Regions from separate parts of the Dromaius novaehollandiae genome. Here region 1 is linked to region 2. The links are chromatin contacts, called in public Hi-C maps. All regions are on one chromosome and are shown on one strand. The core of a region is the stretch at or near the end of the contact, and the rest is flanking DNA. Distances in the headings are between cores, read along the strand shown.

Region 1 (7,395 bases), core at 114-2,613, 210 kb before region 2:
TAGGTTAAAGTAAGCTATGGTAAGCTTGAGCTTTTTTTATGAAAAAAATGCACCTTACGCCAGGAAAATTTTATATTTCATAATATCGTGTAGTCAGCAGAAAGTAAATTTTGACTCTAGTAAGATTTAAAAAAATTCTCAAATAAGGTTTAAGAAACGGAATTTTTCTGGCAAATTTCTTTTGCACAGTTTTCACCTGAGCTAATTCGTACAGCAGCTATCGAAATGTTTTGTCATCTTTCCTTTAACACAACTTAAAAACGAAAAAGACCTTTCAGGAAAAAGAAAAACGTAAAGAAGTATTTTCCAGCTGGCTCCTTTGCCATAAGCACATTACAAGCTGAACCCCTCCACCCCCAGAGGCTTCACAAATACTCACAGCGCTGCAAATCCCCAGTCATGACTAACCCAGAAGGACAGACCGCCGTAAAATGTTAAAGAACTATAAGTAGACTGAGAATTTATAGCTTCATTATGTCACTGCTTGCAGATGCACTTGTTATTTTTAAGAAACTTGAATGAAAGCCACCCGGAGGAAAAGAACATTAAACGAAAATGATGCCTCTTCTTAAAAAAAAAAAGAAGAAAAAAGAAAAAACCAGGGCAGAGCCGCAGGTAGGGCACGTTAGAGCGAGACTTGAAGCAAAGTCTCCGCTGGCGGCGGCGCTGCCCCTCCGCGGCCTCCCGGGGGGAGGCAGAGGCGGCCCCGGCCCCGACCTACCCCGGCCGCCGCGCTGGACGCCGCCTGGATGGGCGGCAGCTTCTCCCTCTCCTTCTCCTTCTCCCCTTCTTCTTCCTCCTCCTCCTCTTCTTCCTCGCCCTCGCCGACCTCCTCGGCCGCGGGGGGATCCGCGCCGCCGCGGCTCAGCTCGGTGCCCGGCGGCAGCGCCGGGCTCGGCGGGTCGGCGGCAGCCGCGGCCGCGGGCGGGCTCTGCAGCGACATGGCCCCGCTCCCGGCCGCCCCGCGCCTCTGCCCTCGCCGCCCCTCAGCGCTCCAGCCCGCTGCGAGCAGCCCCGCGGCCGCCGCGCCGCGCCGCGCCCCTCCGCTCCGCTCCGTGCGGGGCCGCCGCGGCACTGCAGCAGCGGGGCCGCTCCCGGGCGCTCAGACACCCCCGCACGGCGGGGCGGAGCGCGGCCCGGCCGCCCCCGCCGTGCCCGGCGAGGAGGGGGAGCGCGGGGCCGCAGCAGCGCGCAGCGGAGCGGCCGGGGCCGCCGGCCTCCCCGCCCGCCCGCGGCGCCCCCTCGACCGCCGCGCCACCTACAGCCCGGGGGCAGCCGCAGGGGCCGCTGCCGCCGCCATGTTGTTTATAGGCGGCTCATGGAAACGCGCTTGGCGACCGGGGGCGCCGCGCGGGGGCAGCGGAGGACACCGCTACGGAAACGCCGTAGCGCCGGGCGGAGGGGCGCGGGGCTGCCCCGGCGCTCTGCGCAGCCGCGCGGCCCCCCGCCCGTCTCCGCGGCGCCGAGAGGCCCCTGCGCAGGGCGGCGGCCGCGTCCCGCGGGCTCCCGCCGCCAGCCCGCAGCGCAGGGCGACCCGCGGCGGTTCCGCGCCCCGCCGGCAGGGGCCGCCCAAGGGCGGCGGCGGCGGCGGCGAGAGCCGCAAAAATCCCAACTGGGCCTGGGAGGCCTGAGGGGAACCGGGACGGTGTTGCTGTGCCTCCGTCTGCCCCGTTCCTCGCCTCGATCCTGCATTCAAATCACGCTCTTTAAGTTGCCTTATGATCAGAATGGAGAAATTGAGTGTAAAAGCTCAGGTTGCATCTGTGTTTTGTCGGGGAAAACCGGCGCGGAAAACGACGGCCTGTTGACGGCCAGTCCGCTCGGTTCGTTTGGCAAAGCTCCGGAGGTCCGAGATGCTGGCGCCTTCCCCGAGCCTTGGCTCAGGAGCCCTTGCGCTGTGAGCGAGGTTAATTTGTCCTCGGGACACATGCCGTGTTGGACTGCGCACAATACGGCGCTTGTGTGCGTGGGTAAAGGTATGGGGAATCCTCCTAAGTGAGAGGGGCATCGTGTTTGGTATACGCTAGGCAACATAAAATTTAGGTCCTTGAAAGCATTAGCTGTAGCCGAAATTATAGTTGCTCTCGGCCCACTCTCATTTGATGGCTAGAGTCCTCCCTCCAAGCTTCACGATCAAAGTGCGGATGGAGTGGTATGCCGCCTGTAAGAAATCTTTTCCTGCAGCTTTTCAGATGGAGAAAAACCGTGTTACAGTTTTTCTCAGTATTGCCATTAATCAAGCAGCTCCTGCGGGCTGGAGCTGTGGGGGTAAAGGTCTCCATGAGCTGCGTGAAAGCAAGGGCACAAAAGATACTGCAGCGGTAAGCTCGCGCGCTGAAAAATGCTTTGCCTTTCTGAAGGAACTGGCAGACCTGAAGTGTATTAGGTTTCATTAAGAAATCCCTTTGTCTGCTCACCAAGTTAAATTTGAGAGCTGGTTTTCCAAAAAGCTCGCTTGTTCTCGCTGTGTTTGCTTCCCAGTTGCTCTCGGTGGTTGGCATGAATAAGCAGCCCATCGCAGTTAAGCAAAGCCCCCCCAAACATTCACACATCTTTTTCCTTTCCTTGCCAAGTTATAACATAATGATAGTAATTGCAATGACTTGGGTACAAACAGCTATACACCCAGTGGCAGTCCTCAACTGGAAGCAATTGGCACAGCTGTTTTGTGGAGCTATGCCAACTTAAAACATTGAAGGATTTACTCCCATGAGCCTGCACAGAGAGAGATGGAGCAGAGGGAAATAGAAATGCAGGTAGGGAAGTATGCAAATGAATTTGTAACAGCTTTTTTTTCTGTTCCATTGAGCTGTAAAGCTTGGTTTTTGATAGCTTCAAAAACATTGAAATAGCTTTCTACCAAAATTATTGCACAAAAGCTAATGTGACATTAAAGACATCACTTTTTACTGTGCATAGAAATATTGAACAATGTTGTCTGCAACAGAACACTAGACTGTTCTGTTGAACTAAACTAATATATGTCAGGTGAATATTTTGACCCTTGACAATTATGAAGATAGGCACAAAACTACAATTTTAAAGAATTTCTTCTCGCTGTTTTCTAAGAGAATAAAAGGACCATATGTTGGAGAAGAAACAAATGCATCTTCCCACTCCTAACAAAAGTAGCATAAACTGTTGCCTATGGTTTGCAACTGCAAGTATTCAATATAATTCATACATCCACAATGCAGTCAAAGACACAACCACAGCTTGGAAAGGCATATCTCAGCTGGCTTTAAATCTGCTAGTGTGGATGGCTGCTAGCTGCGCGCAGTGGTGCCGCATGTAGTCAGGTAATGCATGGAAACCATTTGCTGTCAAAGTGATAAACCAGTGTAGTGGGCAATGGAGCTGTCAGCAAACAGCAGAAAGACAGTCCATCTCCTGTCAGAGAAGAGCTGTTGCACGTACAGCATGCACAACTTTGCAAAACTAAACGGAGGTAATGCAACCTCTATTTACAAGACTTCACCAATTTTTTTGGCCAGATGGGCCAGGAGCCTAGACAGAGGCCCATGCACACTCAATGCCTTTAAGTTTAAAGTGTTTGCAGGCTCGTTGTTTGGATCACCTTTCATGATATTTGCATTTTTTTGAGGCTGTTGATTCTTCTGCTTACCTTAGTGGTTGCTTTTCCACCCTCAACTGTTACTATGTTCCCTCATTTATCCTTCCAAGGACACGTTCCTTGATTTTCCTCATTTCTTCTGAGCTGCTTAAAAGATCTTAAGTCACATGGTGCCAGCTACTTCTCGGTATGTTGGGAGGAGCTGGGGAATGGGAAAGTTCAGTCACAGACCACTTGTGCTAGCTGTTACTCCTGCCAAATCCAGGCTGCTTGGGCCTACGCGTTTGCCCCGGTTCCTGGGTGAGTCTGGCAGCCTGCGCTGAGCCCCACGCCGACACGCCGCACTGCAGGCTCCGGCAAGCGCGTGTCGGCTGCGGGAACACCCGTGACTACAGCAGGGACGCGGGCAGCACGTGGCCCAGAAACACCTCCTTGTGCTCGTGGGGGAACAGTCCCACCTCAGCAGAGCGCTGGGCCTTGCAAACAACATATTTTAAAATTGTTCACCGACACATTTCTTCTATCCAAAGAGTTGGAGTTGTCAGGAAGGGGAAAAAGTCAACTGCACATCTCTGTGCAATGACGTGGCCAGGCCACCACCAGGAAATGACAGATGGAAGCAAACCAAATGCGAACATTTGTTCACAAATGATTAGTAAATGCTTACAAGTAACAGATACATTTGCAGAGATTACCATTTGGGAGTGATGCACGAATGAAAAAATCAAAAGGGCTAAATTCCCTGGCCAATATTTTCATGACAAATAATTGACTGTACCTGATCGCGTGTTTCTTTATAGTCAGAAGTCAAAATGCAGCCGTGGCCAAATTCAGCCCTGGTTTCATGCAGTGATGTTAGGGATGGTATTGGCCCATTGCAGTTTTTTTCCTGTCCTTCAAATGCTTTGCTGGTGTTTGCAGGAATGCGAAGGAAGGTTTCAGGCACTGAATAGCCCATGTCCTTTAGAAAAGCTAGGCTGAATTTTCTGTTCGATTGGTGACAGACTCTCATCACACAGCTGTGCTGTCTGTTTTATTTACTGAACAATACTTTTTCTTCCTCTTCATACTGTTTTAAGATCTCATACACTTCCTAGTACAAAAATATTTGTGTGATTTAACAGATGTGTGCTTTATGAGATGGACCCTGAGTGGGCACGAGGGGAAGCACAGGATGGCTGAAACACAGAAAGGGGAAGCAAAAAGCTGGGAACAACCCATTTCTGCTCCATGGGAGTAGGAGAGAGAGAAACGGTTGGGAGTTTTCCAACACAGCAGGTTTTCAGCAAAACATTTCACTTGCAACAGAAAGACCTTATTCATTGAAATGGAAATGTTTTACAGAAAAGCATCTTTTTCGGTGACCTTCTAGCAGAACTCAGGCAAGATGCCACTGAAATCCACCTGTTACCCTGCCGACTGAGTTGGAGGGCTCACCACACTTGCCATGTGAATCATACCAAAATCAGGAACCAAACGACTTCTGGACTCCCCACTCAGCTAATGCCTGAGCTGCTCCCATGTGCTACCCTCCTGTGGCATTCCCAGACCAGCCGGCTGCACAGCCAGGGAGGCGGCAGATTAGGGAGAATGGAAGTTCATGTCTACCCACAAGTCATAACTTCCAAGACTGCGTAGTCTCTGAGCTCAGAAGGGATGATCCCAGTCTACTTCCCTAGAAATTGGACTAAAGTGTAAGTTTTTGTAATTTTGTCCTAAAAAATTGAATGATTGTGAATTTCTACCTCTGCTGGCAAGCTAGTCCAATAGTATTTGTTCTTCGTGCTGGGAACAGGAATTTATGTCACCCTTGAGCCTGTCTTTCTCTAGCTTTCAGTCCCTGGATTGTATGCCTTCGTCTACAAGGTAGAAAAGCTCCCTCTGCCATCTCTCTTTTCCATGAACACATGTGCATTTGAACTCTCCTGAGCTAAGTCTGCATTATTTCCCCTATGGTTAACATTAGAAGAACTGATCTATATCTCTTGCTTCCCCTTTGGCCATCCTCCAGTGTTTTGGAAAGCCCCATTTAGTAAAGATTTTATTAACATTTACAAAAGTGGTTAAAAGAGCTTTTCAGCTAATTCATGTGAGACTCTTACAAGCAAGTTGCCCAGCTGTTGTTTTGTCCTGGCAGATGCTCACCTATATCCTTCTGTTTGATACATGGTAAACTTTTGATTGAAGGTACATCATCACATGAGGTGCAGCCTCCTTGTTCATTCCTGATAAAGAGAAGAAAGAGCTAATAAGCAGTTCTGTCTTTTCTGCATAATTACTTCTGCTGCTCAGGTTCCTTGTCCAGACATCGCTGTCTGGTGCAGCACAACATTTGTACCAGCTAACTGTAACAAGCTCCTGGTCACTGGTGCCTAGGCAACAGCTGATTTTTTGGGTCAGCGATTAACTCTTTTTTTGTCTGCTCAGATAAGCTGAATACTGAATTGCCCTTTGACAGGGAGCACAGCCTTTGGGTTGAAAGAAATCACTGGCCTCCGTTTTTAGAAATACTAAGGCTATTTCAGTGGTGTCCACAGAATGAAGTTATCTGTGATAACATCCTGGATGCAAACACTAGAAAAGACTTAAGGCGAGAGAAAAATTCACCAAGTGAAGAGAGTGAACTTAGTAACCATGCAACTTATACTTAAGAAGGTTTCCACAAAAATTTCTTCTCTCCAGAAAGTTGGTTAGGAATTGTTTTTGTCCTGAATATCTTTAAACCCCCATATTCCTAGCTGGCCTTCAGGCTTTTAAACTCTTATGAGAGGGAACAGCAACATGTACTTCCCCAAGGTATTGGAAGGGACAAAAGCTGAAGCTAGGAGATACCCTCTACCTTCGTCAAATCTGGCCTGTAAATTATTTTAAACTGACATAGATGCAAATATCAGACACAGGATTTTAGCCCAATTTCTATTCAAACAGGAAATGAAAAACAAGTATGCCGTTGCTAGAGAAGGTTCAATTCAGGAGCACTTCAAGATAACGTGGAGCAGTATATAATTTTCAATTCAGAAAGCTGCTTGTTTTCTTAGTCATCATATGACCTGTGAACTGCGAAATGCTTGTTGGAATTAAGGTTGCTGCATAACACGGCTTTGCAAATCTTTCCGTAATTATGGGTTAGTAAACTAGCCCAGTTTTCTTTAAAAAGAAAACACTCTCGAAGTGACAGCAGGAGAGAAAATCTAAGCAGCTGTGGCGCGCTCATCCTCCCTGCTGGAGAGCCCCAGCTGGACCCGGCAGCGCCGCGCGTGCGGGCGGCCCGCCGCAGCCCCCGGGCCGGGCCGGCTCTGCCCGGGGCTCTGGCTCCCTCCAGCGGCCGCGCTGCAGCATCGCCGGCATTGCCGCCCTCCGGGAAACCGCGGCGCCGGCTGCTGCCGCCTCGTTCCCTGGGTTTGGGGGATCGTTCCTTAGCTCGGGGTCATGCTGGAAGCCGTGGGAGTGCTTAAGTTTCGGTCCTTTAAAGTAATAGCTGTGGGACTCGGTCATGTATATGACAATTTGCAGGAGCATCTGAAACTGGTAGAACAAATGGCACGGATGAAAAACTTGCGGTAGTTTTGGCAGAATCCAGAGCTTGACGCTTGCAGACTGCTGAGTGTGTCACGTTAACACACTGTGTGCTATTCACCCTTGTAATGTCCAAACGGGACCGGTCTGGTGCTCCGTCCTCCCGTTGCCGTGGTTAGCTGGCTCTCACGGCGTTCCCTGTTCCTTGGGTAGATGGTGGCTAACTTGCTTGCATGGGAGGCAGCTTACAGAGGTCTTCAATCTCCCAAGGAGGAGAGGGCTTCCACACCCAACACCTCCATTTT
Region 2 (7,205 bases), core at 2,339-4,838:
TCTCTCCTGTCTCACAGGATACTGTGCTATTTGTGACAATTTTTGAAGAACAGCAGGTCACCAGACAGTTTCCAAATAGTAATAGTTAATACATTTTCAGTTGCTTTAAAGTCCTTTGCTACCTGTCAAAGTATCTCACCAAAAGCCTAGTATTACTGTTCTTGCTAACACACAGAAAAAAGTTAAGTAACTTGCAGCAGGACATACACTGAGTTAGTGGCAGAGATCTGGTTCAAAGCTAGGAGTTCCTGGTTCCATTGTCTCTACTAAATTTGTCTGAAATGTTGCTCTATGCTTTATACTCCTATTATTAAAATAAAAATGTTGTAGTGTTAATACTGTAAGAGAGTCTAGTAATTGAATATAGATGTAATGGATCCAGCTACCATCCATGCATAAAATCTGCATGCGTGCGGAACAGAAGTTACATGCACATCAAATGTTTTACACAGCGCTGGTGTGACATCTTCCACCAGGAAGAAAAGCCTGAATTCATCAAAAGCAAAACAGGTAATGGCAGTACACCAATTTCAACTAGTTTCAAGCCAAGCAGATTTTTAACCTCATCCCCAATGCTCTGGCTGCCTAGCAATCCATCTCTCTGGCAATCACAGCAATCTAGATTGACTGCCCCAGGAAGCAGAAAACCAGTCTGACTGACTTGAAGCTGGGAGTGTGGAAGCTGAGGAGCAGCTTGTGAGGAAAATATCTCTAAATACAGTGATCCAAGTGCCTCTTGACCACCCAGCTCCTCACCTGGGTCAGCTGCTGGAGTTTTAGGCACCTAGGGTAGTTTCAGGTAACATTTCATATAAAATTTTTATTCTAACTGGAATATTGAAATTCCCAGTCTGTTGTAAGTTCCAAGTTGTTACTTTTGTTCTGTTTCAGGATTAATTCTGTGGGGTTTTTTTTCCCCCATGTTAACTTTTCTCTAGAAGGGGAAATAGGATTTCTAGCCAACTCCAACTTTCAATTTTTATGTTCCAAGGACTGTATCAGCCATGAATGCCTGTGTAGAATGAACCTTCATACACACTCAGAGGAAAAATATATCACCTAAGAGCATGTTCAAATTAAGTTTTCTGACAAACCACCAACAGCAGACAGAACTGTATTAAAATATTTGATCTACAGCTGATGTACTATTTTAAAAATCAACTTGTGCACCATAGCAAATATTTAGCGATTCCAAATTCGGTTCATTTCCCAAGACATTCTTTTGTCTAAGTACGGATTCAATACAGTTGTTCTCCAAATAACTGGCACAACATCCTTTTCTTAAATTAACACCATCATTCATGTTCTCCTGTCTTTCAAATAGCAGGGCTATTTATCTATTTTGACACAGCTACATCACTTCTGGTTTGGGAGGTAGCTTGGTCAGCAGCCACACCAAATCTCACTGCTTAGCACAGCAGTGGCCTGAAGGCTCTGTTCCCATTCCCTGGAATACCACTTTTGCCTTCCTAAGTGGGGGATAAGAAGGAGAAAGAGAAAGAACACATACCATTGCATGTTAAATGCGGCAGTGGAGGCCTTGAAGTGAAGGACACCTTAAAACAATACTAGACATTATGCAAGAAAATACAAGAACCACTTGGATGGAAATGGTGGGAGGGAAATTGTAGTGAATTCAGCTCAGACTGACATTAAATACAGAATTTAACAGCAAGAAAACTATTTAGATATAAATTTACCACATTCACAGGGGGCCTTCGGAAGTAGAACGGCAGCTTTTCTGTTACATTTATGCATACCAGATCCACATCTAGAGTTGTGCAAGCAATCTACAGCAAAGAAACACAAGCAGATTATTAATATGCCAAAAATGTGCAAGCAACTTTAGGTGCACTGATATCCTTAATTTCTTAATGCAGGAAATGTCTCTCCAGGGTGAGTCCAGTTGTAAAACAAAGAGGTACTATATGTTTTGCAGGTATGCCAATAAAAGAGCAGAGCTACAGCTGCACGGTTTGAGTGTACGGAGCATTTAAAACCTAAACCTTCCCTCATTTACGGAACTACTTTTCCAATAAAATAATCACCAACTTAAAGGCAAGACTTACTGCTTTGTTCTTACCTGATATAGGACATGCAAAAGCAATGCTGGCTTTTGGGAAACTAACCCATGACTAATGAAGGACAACCCCTATTTACAAAAGGAAGAGTCTGGGAACTGTCCCTTACCATTCTCCAATTCCAGTGGTGCCACAGGCCCCACACTGGAGGGCAATTCATGAGGCCTCACTCTCTGGGGTGGGGGGAATGCACAACCCTTCCTGAAAGCCAGGTCTCTAGAGGAGTCTCAAGCTGTGCACCTGAGGTCACAGTCTGAAAGCTTTGCTTTGAATTCACCCCACAATTTACACCCTCTATTGAAAGAAAGAAGGAATGAACAAAGGGTGGAGAATCTTCACACTGACACACAGAGAAAATTAAGTGCACACAAAAGGGAGCCCTTAATTTACATATAATCTCATGCACACAAGACTTGTAGGAATTATATATGCCTACCCTGTAAAGATGATTACACAGGACCAGATTAATTTCTATAAGCAGCAGAGTAACAAAGAAGATAAAGTGGGCTGGAGATGTTCAAAAGGAATTTTCTATTCGTAGGGGAACTCTGCACTCAGAAACCTGCCAGCAACTGCTCCAAATGCACCTGGGCCAGCTGCCAACCATTCATCCCTTCCGCGCCAGCGTGAAAGCAGACGGGGTTGCAGGGCAATCCAAGGCCTGGGTGTGCTCTAACGCAGGGCCAGCTACAGCTTTGCAAACTAGTCTTTCACCAGTTTGTTCACAAGAAATTCGGAGGAAGATGAGAGCAGAGGCCCAGCTTTGGGAATGTTTCTGTGCTGTTGATAGCATTCCCACCTAGATGAGAGGCCCACAGCCCATATGTGGCAAATTCAGACACAGCAAACCACAAGATTATTGATGTAAAACTGACTCTACTGGGCCATTCAAACTAAACTTTATTTTCATGCCTTACCTTTACCAACTCTGTTAGATGGGGCACTGTTTGAATCTATTCTAAATGCAAGTCTAACCTGAGGCAAGTTTGGCCCAACTGTAGCCAGTTCAGTTCCTTTGCTTATGTGCAGTACAACCTACCATCTGGACAGAGGTGATTCACAGGAACACGCACAAAGCAGACAGCTCTGAGTCATGTCCTAGAAAAGATGCTGGTGAGGCCACAGGAAACACAGAAAAAGCCCCAAAATGAAGGAAAACAAGAATACAAACCAGGAGCACACAAGCCACACTGTGTCATGAGAAAATTGAGCCTTCCTAATCAGGTCCAGAAATGCTGGAAAACTCTTTTCCATTTTGCAAATTAACCACAGTGGGAAGGGAGCGACCCAAATGCCAGTTATCTACAGGATTCCAGTGACAAGAACATTTCAGAAAACACCACTAAAGAAAAACAAAATTAAAGAGTCATACCTCCCCATACGGGGGAATTCCTGAACTGCAAGGAAGCTGGAGAGGAGATTTCTCCAAACGCTCCAGGGCTCAGCCTAGCTTTGGCTCCTGGGCAAGTCTGACACACACAGGCAGGTTACCCAGCCTGCTGAAAGGCTCTGAAGGGCAACAACTTTATACCGAAAACGATATCCAGCAGCCGCACACAGCAGCGCTTGTCTTTGGCTTCACTGCAGGCAAGAGCCCCATCTGGTGGAAACTGCAGACAGCCAGAAATAAATTGGCTAGCGCTTGGACAGGCTGAAGACAGCTGGGTTTGCTTTGGCAAACTATTTATGGGTAAACATAGAAATCTGGCTTTGCAGTACATCCTCAGACTTATATAAGCAAGTTTTTGTAGATCGTGGTGATCTGCTAACTGTCTATGAAGAGCAGGCATAACTACCTACAATGATCAGAACAGTTAGAAATCTTAGAGAGTAAAATTTTTTAAAAGCAGCAGGCACTGATCTTAATACTGGGCACAGAGGGGGCATTCCAGTTGCAGACCAAAACAACCCTCCTGGGAGAAGAAGCTGCTCTACAAGTATCGTGGCAACCAGAGCTTCATCATACTCCTGAGTATACAAATTATTTGGAGAATCTGAGCACATCTTTCAGTACCCAATGCTGCCACTCTCAGTCACAGGAAAGCTTCCCTGGCTCATGACGAGAGGGCACAGAATTTTTTAGGCCATGCTAAAATTAGAGCACATCTCCAGTGGTCATACATTTTTTTCACAAACACATGAAAAATCCTGTTTTGTGGAGAATAATTCAAGTGCAAAGTTGTTGGTGAGAAAGCAGATGCTCTTTAGGTAAGGCTGAGTTACTAATACACAATTTTAAAATACACAGGTAATTTGTGATGCAAGATCCACCCCGGAAGGCTTTATCCTTAACATCAGAAGATCCATGAATTATAAAAGCAAGAAGTATATACTGAGATTCTTATGTGTGATGTCATCTGTGCGATTCAGATTCTTCCCATTGATACCTCTAAAAACTTAACACAGTTCTCTGCAGAGGCTTAGAAAATCTAGAAGCTTTAAACAAAAGTCAGACATACAAATCTGCTCCAAATTTGAGCATGCAACAAAGTCTTTCGCCTTGTGCAGTTTGCAAGAAACATGCTTGGGTTTCCTCCCCAAATTAAAGTGTTGCCAGCATGGAGGAAATGAATATGTTTTGTGGACAACCCGGCTTCCTTCCTGACATGTCTGTCACCTGTGAGAACGTCAACTTAAGCAGTCGCTATCTGCACCAGAGCGCCCAGAGCACAGCCATCCTCTTCTTTGTGCTGGAACAACTCTGTGTGTGGCTGAATGGTGAGTCAGAACGGGAGAGCAGATCTCTCTGAAACTTGGCAGACTATGGTTACTTTTCAGCTGAAAGGCAGTTCCTCAAACCAAACCGCCATGCAGCTGAGCAAATAGCTGCACCAGCAGAGCACACCGGGACATGCAGGAGTGAGTGGCTGACGGTAGCGAATATGCCAGCTTAAACACCGGGGCAGCTGAACATCTAACCACAGCAGCAGAACTCACAATATGGCTTGAAAATAAAAGACACCCACCCTTAAATGAGAACCACTGCCACTCCCCCAAACCTGCCAGCATGCTCCTGCTGTTCACCTTGAACTGGCTTCAGGTGCTTGTTAAACACATGACAAACTGACTGAACTCACTTAGGTGAGTTGAGCAAGAAGCCAATGAGTAGCTTCTTCCTGCCCTTCTTTGTCAGTCTCCCTCATTCAAGTTACTCAGTCAGTTCAGCTGCACATGAATCCACAACCTTAATTTCACATTGTTGCCAGAGCCCAAAAGAAAAATCTTGAGAGTGGCTGTGGAAAGCCTCTTTCAAAATTGTTTTGAGCCTTTCAAACCCCCAAGAGTCCCAAAAATCTTACAATGTTACAAGTAAGAAATTAGTTTTGTTATGCTGTAATTGTTCTAATTAATGCCCAAATCCCTATGCTGAAAGATTCTTAAAAGTTCCCCTTCTTATACAGCCTCTGGCTTTGTATGTTATTTTGACAAGTCCTTACTTGGATGAATTCTTCAAAGAGGAAAGGAAGTAGTTTAGAAAAACAAAACAGGGGAATATGATTTTAATATGTCAAAACAGATACTCAGCAGTATTAGAAAGTAGCTTTAACTCCTTTTAAAAACCAGACTCAGTTTAATACTGACAAGCTCTCTTTGAAAGTAAGTTCTGGCATTCCTCCAAAGAGATTCATATTTGCTTTTAGTATCCCAGTGCCTACTTCAGACTGCTTTAAACTGCAAGTCGGCTTGCTGCCTGCCAAGGCTAACAGAGGTGGGACGCTTCCACCTACTTTCAAATCAGAGTTAATAAGATGATTTATGAGCTTGCAATAGGTCAGACATGTTACAGTTTTATTTTTTGTAAGAAAAACATTTTGACAAAAAGCTGACTTGCTTCAGATGCTCAGCTTGATCAAATCACCCGCACCAACTGTTTCTGAGTTTGCAGGAATAGTTTAATTAAAAATATGAAAGAGACAGGGAAATAGTGAACACCTATCACCCAGCAAGCTGAGTTGTGATCCTTCTCCCCTGGACAGCGCTTTAAAACTAGGAATCTTTTTCTGGCAGGAAGGATCTATTCAAGATAAAGCAGCTGTGCATAAAAGTTAGAAGACAATATGATGCCCGGTGCTGCTAGTAGCCACTGAAGAATTACTGCACGTGATTAGATTTAGGTATCAGCTCCAAACAGTAGATGCATAATACTTCTTCAGTCAAACACCAGAACTGGACCAAACTAGTTTGTGGTCAAACACACTTTAACAGTTAGTTTTTCTAAGATCATAGAAGTGATAAGAGTACTGGGTTTTTTGTTCAAAATATATGCATTTCTATTGATGTAAACCAATAGGAGAAACAATGACCTTGGGCTAAGTGTCACAGATAAGTCCTAATTAAGGATTTGAGAGTGATTCACGTTCACAGTTTTCTCTCACCAGCACACTTGGAGCACTTCCACTGCTACATAACCCAGCATCTGTTTGGTAAGACTGATAAAGCAATACATTCAAAGACTCGCAAATGTTTTGGAGATAGTTTTCAGTTGAAGGTTTCCTCTGAACTGCCAGGATAAAATCCGGATGAGGAAAACGATCATCTCCCCTTCACATATTTCCCCAAGGCTGCTCTACTTTTGTGCAGCTTCAGTGCTTTGCTTGGCAGGCAAAGTAACAGACACATAATGAAGTTATACAAGTCAAGTTTTTCTCACTCAGCTTGAGTGTCCGAAATACTCAAAACAAAAACAGAAATCCCAGTCTGGCAACAGAGCAAAGACTGTTGTGTTTGATCAGGCATGCTTAGTTTTAGAAATTTTATCTGCTCATGTGATGCTATAACAACTGGTGCTAGCTCTGTGTTTCATTATCTCTTGCTCCTCTTTTGATTTAAAATAGAGTAATAAAAAGAAAGGATAAAGAAATAAGAAAGATCAGCTTCTCAATTGTATGAACTTCCAAGAGAAGACCTAAGACTGGAAAAGAAAGAGGGTAAATCTCAGCACCTCTTCAGTTCTGCTTTTAGATTTTCCCACTTTCCCTGGCATTTCAGAGAGCAGAAACAAACAGTGCTAGCCGAAGACAGCAAACATGTTTTGGGGAAGCTGTCAGAGGTTGGAAAGTTAAACAGTTCAAGACAGAAGTTTTCTAAATGCTGATAATATCAAAAAGTTGATGTTTTATGCTT

What was found. A called contact is a pair of places that touch in the nucleus more often than the background predicts.
Region 1: a Hi-C map of liver shows a contact between it and region 2, with 4 times the contacts expected there. The contact joins the promoter of HECTD2 here to the enhancer-like site in region 2. A contact is called at or near these places in 2 of 4 Hi-C or Micro-C datasets (brain and liver).

The regions. Positions count from the first base shown.
Region 1 is chr6:29,348,701-29,356,095 of bDroNov1.hap1, reverse strand. It overlaps HECTD2 (HECT domain E3 ubiquitin protein ligase 2), which reads right to left and starts at 1,363. Exons shown (of 21, transcript XM_064514033.1): 1 at 722-1,363. The coding sequence starts at 943.
Region 2 is chr6:29,143,679-29,150,883 of bDroNov1.hap1, reverse strand. RPP30 (ribonuclease P/MRP subunit p30) reads right to left here. Exons shown (of 12, transcript XM_026094124.2): 7 at 1,701-1,790. Among named protein-coding and RNA genes, the nearest start is that of RPP30, 7.2 kb to the right of the region's middle. Within about 2 kb of position 3,588, at least 1 of the 2 cell types and tissues checked has open chromatin away from gene starts, as enhancers often do.